Linked DNA regions of Gossypium hirsutum: regions 1 and 3 are each linked to region 2. A link is a contact called in public Hi-C data. All regions are on one chromosome and are shown on one strand. Each heading gives the region's core, a stretch centred on a gene start, on an enhancer-like site or on the middle of the called end of the contact. The rest is flanking DNA. Distances are from core to core; before and after follow the strand shown.

Region 1 (4,038 bases), core at 1,472-3,971, 160 kb after region 2:
AAAACCAAATTTACGTCTAACTTCCTTTGCTCAACATACGGTGCTGAGTTTCAAGGGTCGGATTACCCGTTTGAATTTTGAAAAAGTTTGAACAAAAATATTATAATAAAAATATAAAGTTGATATAGTTAAAATTCAGATTTGGTTTAAGATTGAATATTCAAGATTTGACTCGACCTATTTTCTAAATTTGTAATATATTATATTATATTATATTATTTTATTTTATATAAATTGTAACACAAAAAATAAATCTATATTAATATATAATACTATGATATAAACATTAAAAATGAAAAGTTGTCTATATATACAATTTTAATAAATAGAAAAAACTATAATACTAATAAGTTTTAAATTAAAATAATACAAAATATTTGTTTAAAAAAATATAGACGTGATTAAAATGAGCTTTAACCATATATAGATATGAACATATTTATATAAAATTTTAACTTCATAATTCATATTAGTTCAGACTTAAAATGTGTTAATAAGATAAACTCAAATTCAGCCGAGAAATCCTCTGCTTGCCGCCTAAGGTTACATTAAACAAGGTTTAACTTCTTGTCTTTCCCACCATAAGAAGTTAAGAATTGAAATGAAGATAATTTTTAAATTCAACTTTTAGTTTAGAGTAAGAGGAAATTATTAGCACATTGATTGGAAGCAGTGAAATGCATTTTCCAGGATGGGAGCCACCTCATGCAAGGCATTCCCATTTGAAAGAACCTGTAGCTGCAAATATTCAGCAATCAGCATAACAAAGTATATTATAGATTTTAATTCAGGTCAAAGGAAGTCAATAAGCTGCGATCTACTACGTTGATCCCTCAAAAGATGAAAGACTTGGTGGTGAGGATACAACACAAAGAATCAGCCGATGGGGTTGGCCAGCTTCTGCGACTTTCTTTCTTGTGATTCTAACCGTACTATCGTCCAAGGTATCCGGAACTACTGATGTTCACACACGAAGTCCTTATCAATGTCATTCTTTGAGCATTTCTTTAATCAAACAGCTAGAGGGTCGTCTTCTCCTGTATAAGGGAAAGTTGTTATGAAAGCCATCAAGAGGGAAATCAACAATTGCCCAACAAGTTCCATAATGTACACCTTGTTGTTCGGCAATAACCAAGAAACTAAGCCTCTCCAGTCTGCACCAATGGAGACTAAACTCCCAATTTTGCATACATATGCTCAAATCAACAAAATTTAAAGCCAATTGACGTGACACAATCAATTCAAGCTTGAATAAGCTCCATTATTAATTTTCATAGTTAAACTTGAGTTTCAACTTGTTTTCCTCATTTGTATTAAAATTCAAGCTCATTTATATTTAAGCTCTTTCTATATAATAAATATCTTATAATATATTAGATGAAAATCTCGATTAAGCTCATGAAATGTTCAATAATTATCGAATCAAGTTTGGATTTTGCTGACAGGTGAATTGGCTCCCTTCAAGAGAAGTCTTTGAAGTCTAACTCAAACCATCAACAATCGAAACAATGGTCCTTGTGGAGAGTCATGTACAGTTCATCAAAGGGGGAGTGGTACCATGTTTACAAACAAGTCACCTATAATGCCTTTATTGGTGGTTCAAGCTATGGCATGCCCAAGTACCTCTATTATTATTCACACGTCCAATACTAACATCTAACCCAAGTCTTGCAAGTACCTACCTCCATCGTGTGGATGTTGGGAACAAAACCTCAATACGGAGGCAATACCTTCGATTGTTGATGATCTGGATTGGCTACCTAGAAAACGACACTTCGAAGACTTCTCTCAGAGGAGTCGATTCCCCTGTCAACAATAAAAGGTGCCTTTTATAACAAAACCCTAACACGGGAACAATACCTTTGATTGTTGACGATCTAAGTCCATTGCTCGAAAAACTACACTTTGAAGATTTCTCTCGAAATGAGTTAATTCTCCTATAAACAATAAAAGGTGCCTTTTATAAAAGCTTTATTTTCCAAATGATTTTTATAGAAATTGTTGAAAAATATGGAACGGGTAATAAAGTGTCAAGGGAGTGACCACTAAAGTTGTTTAAGACAGTTTCAATATTAGAGAGGTTGGTAATTTATTGAACGATATATATGAATTGTGTTGATTATGTGGATGATATCTAGCCTATTATTGAATATCATATCACTTGAGGAACATATTTAGGAGATTTAATAAGATCGGATTACTCTTATCCAATCTTTTGAATCGTGGATATTGGATTATTTAGAACATTGCATTCTTAGTTGACCAGAGTCATTGTTTACCTTATTTGTTATTATATTATATTCAACTAGTTAATATGGTGTTTAATAGGGATTGTAATGAATTTTCTCTATGGTAACAAGTCTCAAACAAACTCTATATAATTAAGAGGCTTGTATAAGTAATTGTACCTAAAATTGATAACACTAAATTTGTTCAAGTAAGGAAATATATTTTATAAATGCAAAGCGATAATAAAAATTTTGTTTATATATAAGTGAGGAAATTGTCATGAGAGTGTGATAGATATGTAAGAGTAAAACTCGATTTTGAATTAAATAGAACAGCATTTAACAAATAAATCGTCCAACTGCCACAAATAAGTCATTTATTTTGGGGACAGGATTTCTGACGCCCAATGAGTTTCAGAAAACATGATATTCTTGATCCATTGGGCCAAGCCCAATGGTATGATATATTAAGACCTTGGAATATTAGCCCTAATGATGAGGTGTCGTAAACCACCTCCGGTTGACGGAGTCTAGCTGCCAGCGCCAGCCAGCAAGAAAGACGTGCACCAATAGCGGAATGACCCCACTTTTCACGTATTCTTTTTCCTCTTTCTATTTTCTCCAATAATTAAAGACGAGATACGAAGCCCATTTTCAATTTTTTATTTTTCATGAGGTTGACTATCCATCTCTTTTGAATATGCTTGTGGTGTTGCTCAAAATTTTAATTTTTAACAAAAAGGAAATCATCGCCTTTCTCTGTATATGATTTTCTGTTAGTTTAGTACAATCCAATATTTGGGTACCTACAAGAAAATGGAGGATGATTAAGAAGGATTTTCGAGGCTATCCTTGAGTTGAATCCCTACAAGACTCTTTTTCGGCGCAGGAAAAAAAAGGTGAGGAATATCTCTCATCCCGGAACACCACAATCATCTTGTGCTAGCAAACTCCTAGAATTCTTATTCGAATGTTTCTTTTTGGATTGATTTTCTTTTATTTGGTTTGAGATACGTTTTGTAGGAAGCATTGAGATATACAAGGTGTAGAAGGATTATAAAGAAGAGTTTGTTATGAAAATGGGGGACAAGCAACCAACGAAGCTAGATGAGGAGCAAATGGCTCAACTACGAGAAATATTTTCTTCTTTCGATCGGAACAACGATGGTAGCTTAACACAGCTGGAACTGGGGTCGCTGTTGCGGTCCTTGGGACTAAAACCGAGCCTTGACCAGGTGGAAGACCTTATACAAAAGGCTGATTCCAATAACAATGGGCTGATCGAATTCTCGGAGTTTGTGGCTATGTTGGCTCCGGAGCTGCAGCCGGAGAAGTCACCGTACAGCGAGGAACAATTGAAGCAGCTGTTTAAGATGTTTGACAGGGATGGTAATGGTTTTATCACTGCTGCCGAGTTAGCACAGACAATGGCCAAACTTGGACATGCATTGACTGTAGAGGAGTTGACAGGGATGATCAAAGAAGCCGATGCGGATGGTGATGGGAGGATCAGTTTCGACGAGTTCTCTCGGGCCATTACTTCCGCTGCTTTTCAAAATAATTCTTGGGCTTGATTTCAACTCTCATTCTATTTATCCACTTTATTTGTGTTTTGATTTTTTTGGTTTGTAATTTTCAGTTAAACAGTGGATCAATTTTCTATGATTTTTTGGTGTTAATTTTCGTAGTTATTTCTGATGATGAGATTGCAATCGTCCAATGACCGTGAAATTTGATGACAACCGCTGAAGCAATTTTAACAATGATTTTCATATTATTCCAATTTCCAATGCATTTCAACAGTTTAGAT
Region 2 (3,837 bases), core at 463-2,962:
GACCTGATCTGGAATGGCTAAAGTGTAACGTGGATGCGATAGTTAACAACGAGCAGAGACGTTCCTCATTTGTTGTTGTCCGTTCTCATATAGAGGCTTTTGTCTAGGGTGTTTCTAGTTCGCTACTTTGAGGGTTCAACAATAACATGGCTAATTTGTTTGTCATATATGAGGCTCTATCATGGTTGAAACAAGAAGGTTTTGAGGAGGGGGTCATTGAGTCAGATTGTGAATTGGTCATAGCCACATTGAGAACTACTATGACAAATCTTTCTGAGTTTGGGAGCATTTTGCATGATTGTACTAGTATTAATAAAATATCTGAGTTAGTGTTACGAGTCAACTAGGCACCAACTCGTTTAGTGAAATTATGAAGATGTTCTTCCATAATTAAAATAAGTTATTTTTTTCGAAGGTATTTTAGTCTTTTTATTTAAAAATAAATAAAAATTTTACACGAGGTAGGATTTGAATCCATACCAAGTACATAGTTTCCACATGCATACGTATGTGATAAGATTTCTAATTTTATTAAAAATAATATATATATACACGTGTTTTAATTTTTATATAATTTCTTTAAAAACTTACTTTTTTTTCCATGAAGTAACTATTTTGCCTACATGCTTATATAGCTAGATATAAAAGGGAGTTTAATTGATATTCTAAAAAAAAAAAAGTTCAAATGACCTTTCTTTTAGCTGACAAGTGGAACATCCACAATGCTATTTTATTTTTTATTTTATAAAAATAGTTAAATTTTAATTTTGATCTCTCTAATATACTTTAGTTTGAGGTTTAATCTATATATTTTAATTTCTAATATAATTTGGTCTTTATATTTTTACATGTCATTAATTATTACAAATAATTAATATTGTTAACTTTTTTAATACTTTAAAAGTCTTACAAACTAACATGTGGCTTTCTATTTCTTTAAATTTGCATCGCTTTTTTCTTGACTTTATAAGATAATGGTTAAATTTCAATTTTCACCTCTAAACTATGTTGAAACTTGAGATTAATTTATATATACTTTAAATTTTTACATAATTTGATCCATCTACATTTATAATGTTATTAATTAGTTTAAACAGTTAATTAATATTATTAACTATTTCAATCAAAATACCGACACTAATTTTTTTCTAAATATACTATTCCACAGAAATTTTTTTTATTAAGACAATTTTGAATGTGTATTTTTTAAAAAACATTCCATCAATATTTTCAATGCTATTTTTATTTTTACATGATTTAATTTCAAAATGTCATACCACGTAATAAGCAATTATATTGTAAAGATAAAAAAAATCTAAATTTACAAAATATATAAAATTTTAAAATATATTTTAATTTAATTTGACTTAAAATGAGTTTAGATAAACGGTAAAATACAATACATTTAGTTTAATTTTTTTCTTATGCTATACGATTATTATAATATCTAATTTTACTATTATTATTATTTTTAGACTAATCACAAAGCGTCTAATTTTTTTAAAGGGTGTCACAAATTCCAGTAAATAATCATGAAAAAGGAATTTTCAGTCAATAATTGTGAGTTTGACAGGAAGTTTATCTTCTAATGGGGCCTACACTGAGTTATTTTTGCTTTCATCCAAATATATAAAAACCTATAATAGTAAGCTCCTTGTTTTTCCGGCTATTTTTTTTTAGTTCCCCCAATTACCCTTCCTAGCAACCGCCTTTACGCTTTAAATGAATGAATTTTAAAATCCCGAAATGACCCTCATGTTTCCTCTCGTTTAATTTCGAAGTCGTGGATGACGGATCCAATCAAAGATACTTGGTGACAGCATAATTTGTGACGGGCTTGTAACTTTATCCTCAACTCGTTTTGATGGTTCGGTTCGCCCTTGCTTTTCGTCCAAGAAGGCGAGATAGCGCAAAAGAAAATAGTAACTAATTCTTTGAGTTAGGGTTTTTAACTTTTCTTTTTCTTTTATTTTCTTCTCTCTCCCATCCCTCCACCTTCTAGAAAACAGAAAAGTAAATCAATCACTCCAAAATTTATCTCATCTGCAGGTAATATTTTCCATTTTCTTTTAGTTTTATTTTCCGTTTTATTTTCTTTGATTAAGTTTTTGACAACGGATTATATAGATCGGCCCTGATCTTGGCATCTGGAAGGCGTTGACTTCATTTGTTGAATGGTTAATTCTTTTGATGGTTGATTTCTGTGATAATTGGTTTTCTAGGGGGATCAATAAAAACATTATGATATGTTAATTTTGAGAATTTTGCTTTAGGATTTTCATTTTAGGTTTTTTTTCGACCTTGCAGTTTTTGTGAGAAATTGCGGATTTGTAGAATATTGATATTCTCCTTTTCTTTTTCTTTTTTGATTGACTCAGTTTTCAGCTATAGAAAACATTTTTTTAGTTTTTAATTTTAGGAATCTATGTTCCAAGGTTGAAATTTTGTATTTTCTTTTTTTAATTCTCGATCACCATTCTAATCACGTGAAACACCAGATTTCTTGTCATCTTATGTTCTTAGTTTTTTTAATTAGTGTAGAAATATATTTAGTTTGATGATTTGGATGAAATATTTTTTAGGCTGATTTTCTATTTTTTTCACAAAAAAAAACACACTCGAGTCTTTATGTATTTGTAAGAATTTTCCAGTTTTTCCTAATCTTAATTTTCTTTGGTTTCATTAATTTTTGCTCAATTTTCTTAACAGAAATCAGCATAGGATTTAAATTTTTGGTATACTTTTGGCTGCTTTTTTTTTTCTTTTCGAGGTCAACCGGGGGATTGTCGTGACTATACTTGTTATTCAAAAAAGCTCATATTCTCAGGTCAACGCCGGTTGTGTTTCGATATTTATGTAATTAGTATCATACTAATTCTGCTCGGAGTAAATTTTGCAGTTTTGTGAAAATTTCTAATTTATTTTTGGTCAGATGTCTGATTAATATGTGCAACATCAACATCAACTTGTTATTCAAAAAAGCTCATATTCTCAGGTCAACGCCGGTTGTGTTTCGATATTTATGTAATTAGTATCATACTAATTCTGCTCGGAGTAAATTTTGCAGTTTTGTGAAAATTTCTAATTTATTTTTGGTCAGATGTCTGATTAATATGTGCAACATCAACATGTACAATATTTTTATAAATATTGTTGAAACATAATTTCTATAAATTTATTTGCTACAATAAAAAATGGGAACCGAAGAATTGTTGAAACATAATTTTTATAAATTTATTTGCTACAATATTTGTAGGTATTGTTATGTGATGCTGTGGGAGGCAGGGTACCAAATGCTGTAGAGTAATAAAGAAGTTGCTATTTCTTCTAGGAAATAATTGTTAGGAAAGAAAATGAAGAGTAACATGTCCAAGATTAATATGTGCAACATCAACATGTACAACATGGATATGTGCAACATGAACATGTACAGGATTGACACTAACTGCAGTTCTAGGTATGCGATCCTCTTGCCTTGTGGCGATTCTATTAAGTTTGGTTTCATATGCTATCAGTTGCTTGATTATTGCTTATATTCCAATTAGTATGATTTCATATCTAGGCCATTTAATGCCCTGACCTTTTTTATTTCTTTTTTTCAGGATTTCAACTTTTAGGAGACTGTTCCTGTAGTTCGGTAGAAGGTTAGACTTTCTATTCGTTTTTACAGTAGAACTATTGGTTTTAAACCTGTTGATAGGGATTGATCTAGGAAGAAATGGAAGCACCGAACGCCATGGTATTGGATAGTAAGCCTTTGGTTCTACATGGCATGAAGAGGAAGCGGGAAACACAGCATACAACATATTTTCCTGGGGCCTCGCATCTGGTACCACT
Region 3 (4,157 bases), core at 904-3,403, 170 kb before region 2:
AACATAACCCAAAAGAAACTAGTTTTTTTCCCCAAATATATACGTATAAAGTAAAAACAGATGTTATAGAGAAGTTATATTTGACTATTTAGCATTATGTTTTTTACACACCTAGATCCCATAACACATAGCCTATCTTAAGACAAGTAAAAACCGTGCATTGAGTTCCGGAAAATACAGATATTTTAAAACCTATGATGTCCATCTACTAAAATATGATATTATTAAAAACACACTATTAGCACTTTCTAGAAGCAAGAAAAGGAAGCTTGATAATGAATCGTCAAAAAAGGTAGTCTACATAGAGGAGAGCCTATCATACATAAAACATATACTATACACTAAAATAAGAGTTTAAGCATATTAATTTACTGCGTTTCTGTAATTCTGATACACTTCTTCCATCCCTGCTGCAACATTTGGAGGTAGCCTTCCGGCATCTACTTCCTTCCTAAGTCCAGACAGGAGTTCTGTAGACAAAAAGCAGCACGAGACAATAAAACAAGTACTCTACTTCAGCTTTGGAACTATGAAAGGCTGTAGTTCAAATTAAAAAACAGGACTATTCAAAGTAAGAAAATGTTCTCTTCTATATTCTTGGTCACTTATTCTTTCAATCAACAAACCTTTCTACGTTTCTTGATGTCCAACTCCCCTTTCGAGTCTATCTCCCTTCTTTATGCTCCTCAAAGAAACCCGACTCCGTTTGTCATTTTTGGAATCATCAAAATATTATTCATGATATTTCAATACAAAGGAGATAACTCTCAAGTATTCTTTTGCTAAGTCTTAAACTTTCTCCATACTTGATCATTGTTGCATTAGATACATCCTTCTTAATCAACAAATTTTGGTTAAAGCAGCTGTTACATTGCTTGGACATGTTCTCCAATTATCAATGCATAGATTATTGGATAGATAGAATGGGCAGCTCTCATCAAATCTGAGTCCGGTAAACTTAATTTCTACAGCAGATTCGTATTAATAAACAAGTACTCTTAAACAAGGCAAATTTTTGCAAGAACGATTCTAATTATTCATTTCATTAATCTGCTTATGTTTTCAGCACCAAATTAAACAAACTTGTTTTAACCCAAGCTTCTTGGAAAACCATAAAACAAAAAAAATAAAAATTGCGTCAAGCCATTAAACCATAAAAGTGTTCATTAAATACTAAAGCGACCTTCTCTTAAAGGCTATTTCTATGATGTAATAAACTTAGTATTCTTTTCTATATTAGAAAAATGCTGTTGACTAACACATAAATACATACAACTAAATTGCCATCAGCAAATCTTTATGTTGGCAGTTTTTATAACGAACTCCTTTTCCTTGGGAGGAAGGAAGGAAGGAAGAAGAAGAAGAAGAAGAAGAAGAAGAAAACAACATAACATTTATAATAACTGTTTTAACGCTTAGTAATTAAACAGAAAAAGGCATCATACAGTAACATTTACAATATTTTATTCGAAAGCGCATTTGTGTAAACAATTAACACAAAAAAAAGTTTCTTTTGAAAAATGAATGAAGAAAAGAAAAAGAGCTGAAAGGAAACTGAACCTTGCTCGGAGCGAGCTTCAACAAAGGTACGGGAATGCTCGACCACCGGCTTCCCGGTGGCAACTACACCTGATTCCTTATCTTGAACTAGCTCGGCCGTTGCTTTAGCTTTCAAGGAGTGAAACAAGGAAGAGCGAATCCTTGTTGTTGTTCTGGAAGTAGATCGAAAAAGATGGAGACGCTGAAACGGAACCAAAGGAGAAGATGATTTGAGTGAGAAAGAAAATGCAGCCTTAGTGCAAGTGCCGCCGAAGAATGGGAGAGGCAAAGTAGAAGACATTGGAGAGTCTTTTTATTTTTTAAAAGGGAAAGAATATATATGATTGAAAGAACACGAAATCCTTTTCTCTTTTATTATCTCTCTCTGAACAGTCCGGGAGAGGGGAAAAGAAGGGGAAAAAATTGGAACTATAGGAATCTCATTTCATTTTTATTTCTTTTATAGCTTCTTTTTTTTTCCAACGGCGGTGGTGTTTGAGCAAGCACGTGGCTTACATCGAACAAGAGCGAACGATTAGGGGAAATAGCTGCAGATTGCTGACGTGTAGGGGAATGAATTGGGGGTGTTTATCGAGATGCTTGACATCGAATGGTTGCCATTCTCCACTTGCCACTTGCCACTACTTTCTACTTTTGTTTTTCGGTATTATTTCTTTTACAATGTTTTTGGGTAATCTAGCGATCTACAGTCTAATTTAGTTATATATATGCCATTCTTTTTAATTAGTCTTTTGGATTTTTTTTGAAAATTAAGAGAATAGTTGGATTTCTCTTTGATTTTTTTTTTAAATTTTGTTAGGGTTTGGGTTATGGTTCTTTTAGGAATTAGAGTTTATGTTTTGAGGAGTCGATGATGTGATAACGCATCTCAGAATACATACATTTCATATGTTATGTCGGGATAGGACCATTACCTCAGAAACTCATCTTATGGAAGTCAGGTTTTGGGGTGATAGTGCTTGATACGGCCACGTACCGAAGTCTAAGTGAAGGTCCTAGTTGGCGACCTTGATGCGGTCACGAGTTCAAGTATAACCAGGGGCCAGTTGATGATCGTTATGCGATCATAAGTTCAAGCTTTTTGGATACCCGTAAATGATGCCTTACATATACCATATATAAGATTAAAGTTATAATCATAAGGAAAAATAGAGGGATTTTTGGTGTAATCAGTGTAATTTTTTCTCTATTTCTAGGCAATTGGTATATTTAACCTTTTATTCTTATCTGAAGGCTGACACCGAGGTGGACACAAGAAGGCTCTTAGACAGAGAGTGGATGTTCCGTCGGAATAGAGGTCAAACTCGGGTCGGCTCGGTAACAATTGTAGTTGTTAATGGGTTGTTTAATAATGAAAATTGTTGTCGCCCCAAAAGGAGCATCACTTTTACTCCAACGTCACAGTTGTTGCCCGCTTGAGAGTCCTCCTACGTCCACGGCAATGTTGGCCTTCAAATAAGAAGGAAGGTTAAGGATACCAGCTACATGGAAATGGAGAAAAAAATACGCCATTTATAGCGAGAGGCCCCACAGTTTTTCCCAATGATTATGCCTTCAAATTTCTGTATGGTATTTATAATGTAACATCTGCGGGTATTCGAAAATTTTGAGCGCATGTCCGCATAACGACCATCAATTGGCTCCCTATTATACTTTGATCCATGACCTCATAATGGTCACCGATCGAGACCTCTACACAGACTTCCACCCGTGATCGTATAAAGCAAAATCACCCCAAACCAACTTAAAAATACCTCAAACCGAAAATTTTTAACACTAAAGCAGGGAAAAAACCAAGAGAGAGAAATATTGTAAAGTGGAGGGATAGAGGCCGGAAGAGATGATGGGTTCAGGGATGATGGATTACGGAAGGGGAGACCCATTTTATAGAAGCGGGAAAGGGGTGAAATTGCAAAGGAAAAATCCTCGTGGTCAAAAACACGTCGTAGGACCAACGTTTTCATATAATATCTTCAAAACATGCTTCAAATTTTATCCCGAATTCTTGAGATCAAGGTACTTTTTTGGCAGACTTTAGTGGAAATGGTAAAAAAAGCTCATCCAATTGGGCAAGCTTTCTTACCATTTCCACTAAAGTTTACGAAAAGTACCTCGACCACGGGTAAGATTTGAAGCACTAAATACCTTTTAAAACATGCGTCTGATGAGATTATTTAATCTGTGAAATACATTTTTGAGGATCGAAAAATGTTTTATTATTATTCGACGAAAGTCCATCTTTTGAAACATGTTTTGAAGCACACATTCCCTCTCTCCTTGTTCTATTTTGCTATTAAAGTATCGAAATATTCAAGACTAAGGGTGAGTTTGGATGGGCTGTGCGTTTACCTGCGATTAGTGTAAAAACAGCGGTGGCGGTGAGATTAGATACTATAGAGGTACTATAGAGTGAGACAAAAAGTAAGCTAAACGCACCACACCACCGCCCCAAACCCACCCTTAAACACATAAGAAATTCATATCAAACATTGAAGAGTTGCACTGCAGGTGTTGTTTGCATTTCTTTGGATAACCATCTAAAGGTTTTTTTTTCTAAATATATAATTCGTTTTAAATTGAAATGAGTCGATGAATGA

Evidence for each region. A called contact is a pair of places that touch in the nucleus more often than the background predicts.
Region 1: a contact with region 2 is called in a Hi-C map of leaf, with 1.8 times the contacts expected there. The contact joins the promoter of LOC107918656 here to the promoter of LOC107919828 in region 2. A contact is called at or near these places in 3 of 34 Hi-C or Micro-C datasets (all in leaf).
Region 3: a contact with region 2 is called in a Hi-C map of leaf, with 2.4 times the contacts expected there. The contact joins the promoter of LOC107920823 here to the promoter of LOC107919828 in region 2. A contact is called at or near these places in 4 of 34 Hi-C or Micro-C datasets (anther, callus, hypocotyl and 1 more).

Annotation. Positions count from the first base shown.
Region 1 is chrA08:111,787,235-111,791,272 of Gossypium_hirsutum_v2.1, forward strand. LOC107918656 (probable calcium-binding protein CML11) reads left to right here and starts at 2,722. Exons shown (of 2, transcript XM_041074796.1): 1 at 2,722-3,127; 2 at 3,252-3,893. The coding sequence starts at 3,302. The coding sequence ends at 3,802.
Region 2 is chrA08:111,629,222-111,633,058 of Gossypium_hirsutum_v2.1, forward strand. LOC107919828 (inactive poly [ADP-ribose] polymerase RCD1) reads left to right here and starts at 1,713. Exons shown (of 10, transcript XM_041074793.1): 1 at 1,713-2,049; 2 at 3,257-3,457; 3 at 3,603-3,644; 4 at 3,713-3,837.
Region 3 is chrA08:111,459,100-111,463,256 of Gossypium_hirsutum_v2.1, forward strand. LOC107920823 (glycerol-3-phosphate acyltransferase, chloroplastic) reads right to left here and starts at 2,154. Exons shown (of 13, transcript XM_016850690.2): 1 at 1,561-2,154; 2 at 373-470. The coding sequence starts at 1,840.